Regions from separate parts of the Mus musculus genome. Here regions 1, 2 and 4 are each linked to region 3. The links are chromatin contacts, called in public Hi-C and promoter capture Hi-C maps. All regions are on one chromosome and are shown on one strand. Each heading gives the region's core, a stretch centred on a gene start, on an enhancer-like site or on the middle of the called end of the contact. The rest is flanking DNA. Distances are from core to core; before and after follow the strand shown. Region 1 overlaps Nkain3 (Na+/K+ transporting ATPase interacting 3). Region 2 overlaps Nkain3 (Na+/K+ transporting ATPase interacting 3). Region 3 holds the start of Nkain3 (Na+/K+ transporting ATPase interacting 3). Region 4 overlaps Nkain3 (Na+/K+ transporting ATPase interacting 3).

Region 1 (2,700 bases), core at 128-2,627, 190 kb before region 3:
GTGGGGCTGCATGGGTGGGTGGGTGAGGGAGCACTCTCATAGAGGCAAAAAGGAAGGGGAGAATGCAGATGGGATAGGGAAGTTGTGGAGGGCTAACTGGAAAGGAGGATATCATTTGAAATGCAAATGATAGGAATGATTAAAAAAAAAAAAAAAAAAGAGGGCTGCCAGATCAAACAAGTACCAACTAAGCTTGTGTCCTCAATATACAAGAAGCACTTTTGTATTTGTTAGAGTACATCTCTGATATTACATGATGTGACTGCTTCTGCTACTCTAATAAATATCTGAGATAAGCAACTGATAAAGAAAAAATTACCTACACATTTCTTTTCATGTGCAGTTAACCTTGGTACTTTAGAGGTAGATAGAATGAGTGGCATATGATGGTAGAGTCCACAATGAAGCAAAAAGCCTTTTACCACATGGTAACAGGGAAGCAAAAAGAAAACAAGGAGACTACACTTAAAATCCTCCTCAAATATATGCCGCTTATGACCTAAAGACTTCCTAGAAGACCCACATCCCTAAGGCTTCACCACTTGCCAAGAATCTTACAGAGTATGTCTAAGCCTTTAACATATGGCCTTTGGGATTCACATGAGCATGTGGAATATACGTATTTATTTGAAATGTGAATTTACCTGAGTACCTTGTATTTTTAGTTGCTAAACTTGTGCCTAACAAGAAGAAACTAATACTAGGGTATGGGGATGGCTGAAGAGGAATGCAAAGATTATGCTCCTCCTAAAGGAAGGGTCAGGTTGTTCAAAGATTAGCAATAATGCATATGGAGGTTAATAGTAAGAGTAATGGTCACAAAGGGTGAAGTCAAACCCTTGGGGATTCTGAGATGCAATCTCAGAAGATCCAGCTTTGTTTTGTTGGTGAAGACAAATAGGAAAGACTCTCTCAGAATCTCTCATTTCTCTCAAAATTTCTCATTTCGACCCCTTTAAAGGTAATGTAGCAGTAAGAATCAATTTTATGGTTTAGGTCTTCCACGGAGAAGGCCTTTTCAGATTTTATGGGGCTTTTTGCTTCAATAAGATCCATTTCCTTTTTATGTTTTTCTTTGAGTTTTTACAGTCCTCCTTTGTTCAGGATGAAAACGATGATGGCTCTAACTTAAGAATGTGCAACAAATAAGATTTTCTATTGCTGACAGATGAATGAAAACCTGGATGCTGTAGAAACTGTCAAAGGCCAAACAATAGATTCTTAGCCGCGTTCCAAAGCTACTTGCTGCACTTCAGTACCAATTACAAGCCATCCTCTAATCCCTTTAGAATCTAAGGCCTGCCAAGAGCTAGTTAACTACACTGACAGCTGAAGGAAGAGCAGCAGAAGGCTGGGTTTTTGAATGAGGAAGTGGTATTTAATTTGAATAAAAGGGGAGTCAGAAAGCAGAAGTGAGCAGTGGTAGCAACCATCCAGGCAGCACTGCTTCGAATGCTTATTTGATGTCAGAACCCTCCACTGCAAGCACATACTGACATGAATGGTTTAAAGTACAGGAATACAAATGGCAGCATCAAACCTCTATTACAGGTGTGTTGGAACTGCTTACCCAGCAGTGGTTACACTTTGGTTCTGAAGCGTCTTTCTGTACTTGTTACCAGTGGTCATGGAGCATCGGATGCCTGCTGCCCGTTGCTATGAGTGATTGAATACCAGGTTAAGAAGCTTTCGTTGACATGCCAAACACTTTATGTTACTTCATTGACTGCTCTTACAACTGTCACTATGCTAATGCTACTCTTATTTCTGAGAAAAAGAAGACAGAGCATCTTGCCTATGACTCCCACTCAGTGTGTTGTCGATTCCTGTATTACTGTTTCAGAACAGGGCATTGCCTTCTTGTGCTGCATCTTCAGCTTTGTGTAGCTGATCCCCACTTCCATTTTGAATTGATGTAAAACATTAAAAGCCATGTATTTTTATTCTCAAACAAGGATTGAATCCTTTGTGTCAAAACACTACAGGATACAGGATGGGTTGTCACGTCCTATTTCATATGAGTCGCTTACCTGAACTGTGTACCATTGACCTCAGTGAGTCAGGGGTACAAGGTACCACTTACACATGCCTTTGCTGATATAAAGAAAAGTGCTTTTCTTCTTTTTATGTTGGATTTTCTAACTCAAACAGAAATTTTTCTTCAAAAGAAACCTAAAGATGTACATAAAAGTTATTTTATAGGTACCTCTAGTATTTTATACTACATACAAGATTTTCCATCTAAAAACAGTAGCATATAATTACAAATAGAGCTTATAAAACATTCCCAATGTAAGTTGACATTTACAGGAGAACAAAAGTCTATGTAATCATCGCCAAGGATGAAGAGACACTAATATATTGCTATATGATTCAGATCATTTGTTAGAAGAAATAAAATTTTATATAGGTTGCTAGATTGCACACCTATATCTCTGACCCAGTCAGCTCTCACCACCCACTCTGCTGAAGGTGTTGTGAACTTTTCTATGCATGTTCTGGAGTGAATACTGAATGACTGTGTTCAACCATGAAGCATATTTTCTACTTTTAAAGGTTAATAAATCTAGACTTCTATCAAACAGCTCTCTAGAGTATGTTTTCACCCTAACTGTACGGATGTCTATGGGGGAGCAAGATGAGCCCAGGACAGAGGTATGAGGCTGAAATGAGTAGCTGAGCTTTCTAGTGAAGGCAGAC
Region 2 (2,700 bases), core at 181-2,680, 250 kb before region 3:
TAATCTAGAGATCTAGGCAGGTGCAATTAGAGAGAAGTGTCTGGCTGTAATGGCAAGCTAACTAAAAAGAACACGGGGCTGGAGAGATGGATCAATGGTTAAGAGCACTGCTCTTCCAGAGGTCAGAGTTCAATTCCCAGCAACTACATGGTGGTTCACAACCATATGTAGTGGGATTGTAATCAATGAGGACACCTATTAAGTGCTGCTGGCATTCCCAGTAAAATCTAGTGCATTGACTTATCAATCACAGCTTCAATACAAATGTTTTAGCTTTTATTTCTAGTTGTACTTCTAGTCTGGGCCCCACCTATATAGAAAGTATGGAGAAGCCTCTCTGTAGTTAGTCATCAACCATTTTTTTTTTACACAGTGCTTTATAATTCTGGTAGACCTGTTAGAGTGTTATCTTCATAAAAAAAAATATGTCCCTTTTCAGAAGTGATTCCAAGTGATTCCAATGCACAATATAACTTGTTCTTTTGTTCCAGGTTCTGAAATATAGTGCAGGAATCCAATCTGTAAGTTTCTCTTGTTTCATATGTATGTCCTGTCCTTATGAGATGGACAGGACTCAGTTTTGATAGCAGTATCCAACAGAGAGTCTACGAATACTGGATTAGTTTTAGCATAGCTTATACACTGATTGCTCTACTATAACTGAATGGCTGTTTGAATTGTGCATAAGAACGTATCAGCTTGGGGAAAATACCATTTAAATATCATTTCAGAGAATATGGGTAGTAAACAGTCTGTACTCTAACTCCTTTTGTCAAAATAATTTAACCTAAAAGTCAAGAAGAGTCAGCAAATGTCTCAAGAATGATGTTTTTTTATTTTATTTTTCCAGAGACCTCCATGATCATAGAATTTGTTTCTTTAGGTCCTTATTACAATCTCCTTAAATATGCTGCCTAGGACAAATAGGAACACTGTTGCTGTCCAGCACCCAATGAGAAAGGTACTCAATAATTTCATTCAGTTGGGATACCCTCATCCCTTAAAAGAAAGACCGTATATTACCATCAGAGGAAAACGAACACCTAGTATGCACATAATAGATTCGCATAGCTGTACTATATATTCATATATATGAATACAATATATTAAATATCTATTTATGTGTATATACATATATATGTAAATATACACAAGCAAGCTATACACACATACACTCACACACAAACATGTACACACAAAACACATTTATATGACTGAAATACCACAGCTCATATGCTGTGTGTACTTTCATAAGACAAACAGTGTATCAATTCCATTTCATACTCATTTGTTAGCTGGACCAATTTTTAATGCAAAGAATGACTTAGCATTGAGCTGAATGTCAGAAATGCCTCCATAAAGGCAGTCCAATTCCAAGCTTTATAAATAATACCACTCACAAGCAAAGCAAGCATACAAATCAATTTGAATTCTAATTATACATCTGCTGTAGTTAGGATATTATTTGTCTAGCTGTGTTTCATGAAAAGCTGATTATGAGCACTCTCTTTGGGACAATTCTAGGCATTTTCAAAGAGTCAGAAATGTATAAGTACGAAAAATAATTCAAGTGATGCTATTATATTCCTAGAATAAAAAAAGATGCACTTCTCTGACAGGGAGGAACAGCTATGCAAAGAGGCATCTGGTAGGCCAATCATTTTGACATGTGGCCCAGGGGCACCAACAAACTCTAATTCTTCTAAATGCTGGTAGGAATAAGAATGCCTGTTTTTCCCAGCTCACAGCAGGAAGGCTGGCAATGAGGACAGCACTGTGGTATTGCAAGCCCTCCAGGGAATTCTGATAGAGCTAATATATAGAACTCACTGTGTTCATCTCCTCATCTTAAGAAAAACCTGGTGAGTTTTACAGTTCACAGATCAGAACCATCCTACATTGGTTTAAGGGAATAAAATTACATTTTAATTATGATCAGGGTTACATAATTTCCAGTTAATAAATGATGTGTGGGTGGACATGGCTCCATCGTTTTACCAAATCAACATTGCAAGAGAAGAGCTGCTTTTGAGTCAGTCCAGCAAGCAAGCTGTTCGGCTTATAAGCGTTCTTACCACCTTGTAGTCTTTACGACCGGTCTGTTTCATCCCACCAGGTTTGGTGGTTATTAACCTTCACAGGAAGCCACTCAACTCTACCCACCCATGATCCCTGTTTCACTGAGACTCAGGCATCCTGTGAATGCTTGCTAGACACCATGAAATAGCTTAGCTAGTCCAAGAATTGTAATTGGATGTCTACAGAATTTAATGATTACTGATAAGTCCAAAGCAGTGTAATCATCAGAGAACAAGAAAGGTCTCGGGAAACATAGTAACTGGGCAAAGCTCAATCTGCTTCATGACTTGGCGACAATGTGGCTTATTTTAGGGATCATCAGGGCAAGACTTAAGGTATCTACCACCTCGGGTTTTAATTCTAGCATCCCACCTTTATTTCACCACTAACACCACAAGTAAGCATTACTATGTCTTCATTTTATATAATTTCATATTCAGAGTTGAAGCATTTTAAAATTTCATGCACAATTTTTATTTCTATAAATGTAATTGTGTACTTGAACTACCAATTTATACTCATGAATTTTACCATTATAAATAACAAGGATCAAGGATATGATCAAGTTTGCAAGTATAAGAAACATTTTTAAATGATCTCAAAAAAAAAAAAGAAAGAAAA
Region 3 (2,700 bases), core at 129-2,628:
TACACCTTTGTGGGTTCTGACAAAACAAACGCAATGCTTCAAAGAAAGGAAGTGCCGCGGGGAGCCTACAAGGTCTGCTCCCTGAACTAGGAGGGAAAAAAAAAAAAAAGACTATGAATCTCACTCACAAAAGTCTAGCACAGGAGATTGCAGCCTTGACTTCTGGTAACCACGAAACAGACCACAGAATCAATCCTAATGACAATAGGACCCAGAGTATTTGCATAGAATCAGAAAGGTCTTTTATCTTTGCACCCTGATTTCCAACTTCCTATTCCACTCACTCCCTGGGCAAGGGGCCAAGCCAAACAGAAGCCGGGTTCCCTTCTTTGCTCTGTTCACTCCCCAAAGACAGCTGTCAGTCCGTCGCATCCTGAGCACGCAGCATTTCAAGAAAATCAAAAGAGGAACTGAAAAGGCAGAGGCTGAACTTGTGGTTCCCAAGCACAACCACATGTTCCTGGAGTACTCCACTCCTCTACGATCGCCTTCCAGATACTGAAAGAGAGGTGAGATTGTAGCTCTCTCAGTAACTAGCTGCCCTCAAGCACCTTCTAACCAAACAAGAACCTATCTCCAGAAAACCGTCCCAATAAGAGCAAGCTCCAAACCCAGGCATAACTTAAGCAGAATTGCAGAGGATGCACACGCTAGGTGTCCAAGAGAGGGGCGGGGAAAATGCTCTCTCCTGGAACGCCACCCCAGCTGCCCCCGACCGCGTGGCGATGCCGGGTGGGGGCGCAGTGAACCCAAGCGCGTGGGACCAGAAGTGAGACCGCGCCCTCCTGCGGGCAAGAGCTACCAGGCGGGAGGCACAGATAACCTGGAAGGGACAGAGAGGGTGGGGGATCCCTCTGATGCGCTCTGCCGGCTCACCGGTCTTTAGCCGGGAGCTTCGGATCCAGGGACAGAGCCCTACAAGCCAGTCCGAAAAGCGGGCTGTTTCCAGACCCGGACGCACTGGGCACTTACCAGCTGCAGTGCGCAGAGACAGACCAGCGAGCAGCGCCCGGTGCAGCAGCCCATGGTGCGGCCAGCGTCCCAGCAGCGCCGCTTGAGAGAGATCTGGCAGCTCCGGCTGTATCCTGCGACTTCAGAGCAGCCCGCGCGGCTCTCTCCCCGACTGACCGGGCGCAGGCTCCGGACCCCGCGGCCGGCTTTCTGCTTTCGGACTGGGGCTCGCTGTCGCCTTTGTTAATCTGCGTGCAGGGCGGGCGGAGGTCAGCGCGGCGCGCCCGTGCAGTGCGTCTGCCAGGGGTCCCTACCTCCTAGCGCGAGGGTCGGCTTCTTGAGGAGGGGGAGCCGGGCGGAGGGCGGGGGATGGAAGAGGCTACAGCTGGTGAGTGGGTGAATGTCTTTTAGGGGAGGGGAGTATGCAGGAGGTGGGTGTCTGGAAAGTGCGGTGGGCTGTCTGGGTCGGTGTGTGAGAGTGTGTGCTCACGCGAGTGTGTGTGTGTGTGTGTGTGTGTGTGTGTGTGTGTGTGTGTGTGTGTGTGAGTTGGGAGGGGATGAATGAAAGAGAGCGCCTCTGGGGAGGATCGTCTTGTCTTGTTAGGAGTCTGGGGAGAGAGAAAGAGACTGTGGGAGGATGAGATTGAATGTGAATGAGCTTGAATCTGGGAGGCCCCCAGGGATTTGAAGCCTAGGCTCACGGAGCAATTGTGGAGTCATAAGCTGTAGGTTTTCTTTCTGGGTGTGAGGAGTGGGTGAAAGCTACTGCAAAACCTGGAGCTAGGTTTACCCACGCTGCCCTGGAGAGGTACATGTTCTGTTTGGTGTGTGGGGAGGAAGGACCAAGAGACTTGGAACTCAACGTGAAAGCACTCTACATAATGAATGGCCAAGGTAGGGCAGTGGACTGAGCCACTGGCATGGCGCTAAGAGGTGGTTCAATCAATAAGGGTCTCAACCCAAGACTCTGGGTCCCAGGTCAGCGGAGATGACATTTTTCGCACCAGGCGCCCCTGCTGGAATCTTCTAGGAAAAGTTGCCTAGGGTCACAGCAGAGCTTAATGTTCCCCCAAGAGCCCAGAGACTAGACACACTGCTCAAACTGACTTAAGGCTTTAATTTGGAGTGCCTTGGGAGTCTTCATAGAGACACTGACAAGGAAAAGACAGGGCCTTTTAATAATAATGAGATATTTCTAGAATAAACACAAATAAGAAGTTGGACAGAGAAAAAGTGAGAGGAGCCTAGAAGTAAAACCTAATTCTAGTTACTTAAGATACCAAACAAACTCTCCACGAATTCTAAAGAAACTGACTACCCTCACATGAACAGAGCAGAGCCCAGGAGTTCTGTAGCTAAATCACTCCTCAAGAATCAGGAATAAGTCGAAAAACCAAAAAAGAAAAAGAAAAAAAAAGAAAAGAAAAGAAAGAAAAAGAAAAAGAAAAAGAAAAGAAAAGAATCAAAAATAAACCCTTGACAAATTGAGTCCAAAGAGGAACAAGGCTGGAAACACGGTTTTTAACCTATTGCTGCTCTCCTGGTAGATTCTTGGTTTATAAGTTAAGAAAAAGTGAAGGCTAGGTCAAGTGTCTCTTGCCTCTTAGCACTCTGGAGGCGTAAGTAGGCTGATCTCTCTGAGTTCAAGGATACCCTGGTCTATAAAGAGAGAAAAGGCAAGAGTATGTATTTAACCCATTCAGACATTAGTTTTGGATTTTTGTTTCTCTTGCAATTTTATGTCCTGCT
Region 4 (2,700 bases), core at 110-2,609, 140 kb before region 3:
TGCTATGTGTGTGTGGTGGTGGGGGTAGTGCCTTGTTAAGTTGCTTATACTGGCCTGGAGCTGGTGACTATACTGGTTCATCTTTCAGATTTTCCTCAGAAGAGTGGATCTCCTGCTTGATGATATAGAAAGCAAACTCAGTCAGGATTTGCTCCCAGACAAAAAAGGTTTATTTTATATGCATTTCTGCACTGGATCTTGTCTTTTTTATGTTCACAAGCTCAGAATCAAGCTCACACGGACCATAATCTCCATGAAGACAGATGGTGATCCTCCTTGCTCCCATCTGTGACTGTACAATGAACACAAACTGTCAGAAAATAGAGATATTCTTGATGAATGCATGGAAGGTTGAAAATCAAAGCCAGGAACTGATAAAATGGTAAGAAATACATCTCACATGTCCTGATGAATTTAATATTCAAAAATAAAAGACTTTTAAAGTACACAGTAAAAGGAACAAAGATATCAGCCAGGGACCAGAAAGATGACTCAGTGGTTAGGAATGTCCCTGCTCTTTCAGGGGCCCTAAACTCAGTAAGCAGCACTCAGCATTTCAGTCATTATAGCTGCAATGCTATGACCATGAAATCATTTGCTTGTTTATGCCTTTGAAGTTACCTATATTTATGTGAGTATCCCTCTTCCCACAAATGCATAGTGAAAAATAATAAAATACATTAAAATATTGCTACCAGATGACCTTTACTTCCTCTTAGTTCAACTTATTTAATTGACCAAATTTATCATTAAAGAAACTTAAGGTAAAAAGCTACAAATGTGAAACTTGATTGAATATGATTACTCATAATTTGATAAACAAGATAGGAAATCTAGACTTCCATATCTGCTAGAGGCTGTTACTATTGTTTTATAGGTTAAAGAAATTTAATAGAATGGTTTGCAATTGAAAGTCTGACATTACTCTAATTGTGGATGGTGGGTTTACAGTGAATCTTAGATACAGGACAATGCCTCAAATGCAGGGTGTAGCCAAGCCCCAGTCCTGTATGGAAGATCTACTTTGGGATCAAAAAGATTGAGCTAGTGTAAATGTATGTTGAACTATCTGCAATGTAAGACACCATGGGACCAAGCAGTCTCTTCTTACAGTCAGGTCAAAAAACACAAATTCTCAAAAAAAAATGTGAACTATGTATTCATACTTCAATTTATCCAGGGTAAGGGTTTAACTTTAGCTGTATCTTCTCTACCAAAATGCATTACACTTCAAATAGTTTCTTTTCCCATGACACAACCCCTCGAAAGATCAGAGACAGCAGGAGGAAAATGCAGTCTTATGGCAGGCACTGAATATCATGCCAATGTACAGCATCTGTTGCAGATTAATTTGATGTGTAAGCCCTTGAGTCACAGAGTCATATGAGTCACTAATCTTAATCATTCTGCAGTCTTCTCTGATAACACAGAATTCTTAGTCTTCACTGCATGTATTCTGTAGTTTGAAAAGTATTATTTGGCTAGAAAAGAGTGCTCTATGCTTCTTGAAGTTCCTCCAAGCAGTAAGGGCTCCAAGACTAAATTTTTCGTTGGCTGAAAAGGCAACACACTGTTCAGAGACAAAGTAAAAGTACTTCCCCAGGGATTCATAGTCTCTGACTATGTCAAGCCTGTGGACACTCATCATAAGGATCCCCTTGAACGTTTTACATCACAGAATCTTTGTTTTCATGAATGAGTTCAAGGGATGTTTGCATCTTTAAAGAGAAGAAAGTTGAGGCTACTATGAAGAATGGGCATATTAGGGTTTTTAGAGGTTAAAGCACACAGCTAACTTCATGCTACCTTATTGTGCTTTAATTGTTTATTATATTTCACTAGAAAATATATCTGCATGGTTATAACATGGGATGACTACAAATAAATAAAACTGAGCAAAAATTATTTTAGAACAGATTATGCTTTTCCTATTATAAGCCCCTCTCCAGCAATTCCCAGTAAAGTTTAACAGATAATTACGTAATCTATAAGGAAATTTTATAATCCTTGTTAACATTGGGTGGTAATAAAATATAACAGAAACAAGTCACCTATTTTCAGGTTTCCTTAAAGCATTTTAAAATATCCTTTGTTATTTTAGGATACAAGAAAATCAATGGTTATAGCTAAGGTGCTTTTAACTGACAAGCCTTGTGTAAGAACAAATACAATGACATTATGTATTACCTGGTATTACACTTTATTTTCTCTGTCAAAAAGACTCTTTACCCGAAATTACAGCTGTTTTCCCACTGCTTACTTTCTATATTTATCATTTCAAACACAGCATTGACACACTGTGCCTCATAGATCACTGACAATTTAATATAAATTGGTCCTTCCGGAACTCTCGGCAAATAATAAGAAGATTGACAGGGAAATTATAAATGTGAGAAAACTCACCTAACAAAGAGGAAAAGGTTTTCTGAGTAATAATGATACAAATTTCTAAACATATTTCTAAATTTGTATGTTTGGTGCCATCCTTCTTTTTAAAGCAAATTTCCCTTAACTTCCCACTTCTACTCTTTTGCACCCCTAGGTACACGGGACCTGTTGCCGTTACAGAGCTTGAGAGAATGCTGCCAATATCCCCCATCTGACTACACGGACTTACAAGCCCACAGGATGCTTTGTCAGTGGCTCCTTCCAAAGAGAATCTGTTCTGCAGCCACACTATTCACAGGTCCTGTCTGCAGA

The links. Promoter capture Hi-C pulls out the DNA fragments that hold promoters and counts their contacts. A called contact is a pair of places that touch in the nucleus more often than the background predicts.
Region 1: a contact with region 3 is called in a Hi-C map of pre-pro-B cells, with 6 times the contacts expected there. The contact joins the enhancer-like site here to the promoter of Nkain3 in region 3. A contact is called at or near these places in 4 of 39 promoter capture datasets (the 3T3-L1 cell line, embryonic stem cells, hippocampal neurons and 1 more), 2 of 484 Hi-C or Micro-C datasets (both in pre-pro-B cells) and 6 of 115 datasets of contacts at active chromatin or transcription factors (embryonic forebrain, embryonic stem cells, forebrain and 2 more).
Region 2: a contact with region 3 is called in a promoter capture Hi-C map of hippocampal neurons, with 8 times the contacts expected there. The contact joins the enhancer-like site here to the promoter of Nkain3 in region 3. A contact is called at or near these places in 8 of 39 promoter capture datasets (the 3T3-L1 cell line, cranial neural crest, embryonic stem cells and 3 more), 5 of 484 Hi-C or Micro-C datasets (cerebellar granule neurons, cerebral cortex, embryonic fibroblasts and 2 more), 8 of 115 datasets of contacts at active chromatin or transcription factors (astrocytes, embryonic forebrain, embryonic hindbrain and 4 more) and 1 of 9 other capture datasets (adipose tissue).
Region 4: a contact with region 3 is called in a Hi-C map of adipose-derived mesenchymal stem cells, with 2.1 times the contacts expected there. The contact joins the enhancer-like site here to the promoter of Nkain3 in region 3. A contact is called at or near these places in 2 of 39 promoter capture datasets (hippocampal neurons and stem cell-derived epiblast-like cells), 10 of 484 Hi-C or Micro-C datasets (adipose-derived mesenchymal stem cells, brain, cerebellum and 6 more), 2 of 115 datasets of contacts at active chromatin or transcription factors (embryonic forebrain and neural progenitor cells) and 2 of 9 other capture datasets (liver and pancreatic islet).

Annotation. Positions count from the first base shown.
Region 1 is chr4:20,587,989-20,590,688 of GRCm38.p6, forward strand. All of the region lies in intron 1 of Nkain3 (Na+/K+ transporting ATPase interacting 3), which reads right to left. Among named protein-coding and RNA genes, the nearest start is that of Nkain3, 190 kb to the right of the region's middle. Within about 2 kb of position 1,378, at least 38 of the 459 cell types and tissues checked have an H3K27ac peak or open chromatin away from gene starts, as enhancers often do. A contact at or near this core is called in hippocampal neurons and pre-pro-B cells, where this site is marked.
Region 2 is chr4:20,525,546-20,528,245 of GRCm38.p6, forward strand. All of the region lies in intron 1 of Nkain3 (Na+/K+ transporting ATPase interacting 3), which reads right to left. Among named protein-coding and RNA genes, the nearest start is that of Gm11872, 180 kb to the left of the region's middle. Within about 2 kb of position 1,431, at least 11 of the 459 cell types and tissues checked have an H3K27ac peak or open chromatin away from gene starts, as enhancers often do. A contact at or near this core is called in forebrain and hippocampal neurons, where this site is marked.
Region 3 is chr4:20,777,290-20,779,989 of GRCm38.p6, forward strand. It overlaps Nkain3 (Na+/K+ transporting ATPase interacting 3), which reads right to left and starts at 1,379. Exons shown (of 6, transcript NM_001290410.1): 1 at 973-1,379. The coding sequence starts at 1,026.
Region 4 is chr4:20,639,047-20,641,746 of GRCm38.p6, forward strand. The region is part of intron 1 of Nkain3 (Na+/K+ transporting ATPase interacting 3); the gene reads right to left. Among named protein-coding and RNA genes, the nearest start is that of Nkain3, 140 kb to the right of the region's middle. Within about 2 kb of position 1,360, at least 26 of the 459 cell types and tissues checked have an H3K27ac peak or open chromatin away from gene starts, as enhancers often do. A contact at or near this core is called in adipose-derived mesenchymal stem cells, cerebellum, hippocampal neurons and 1 more, where this site is marked.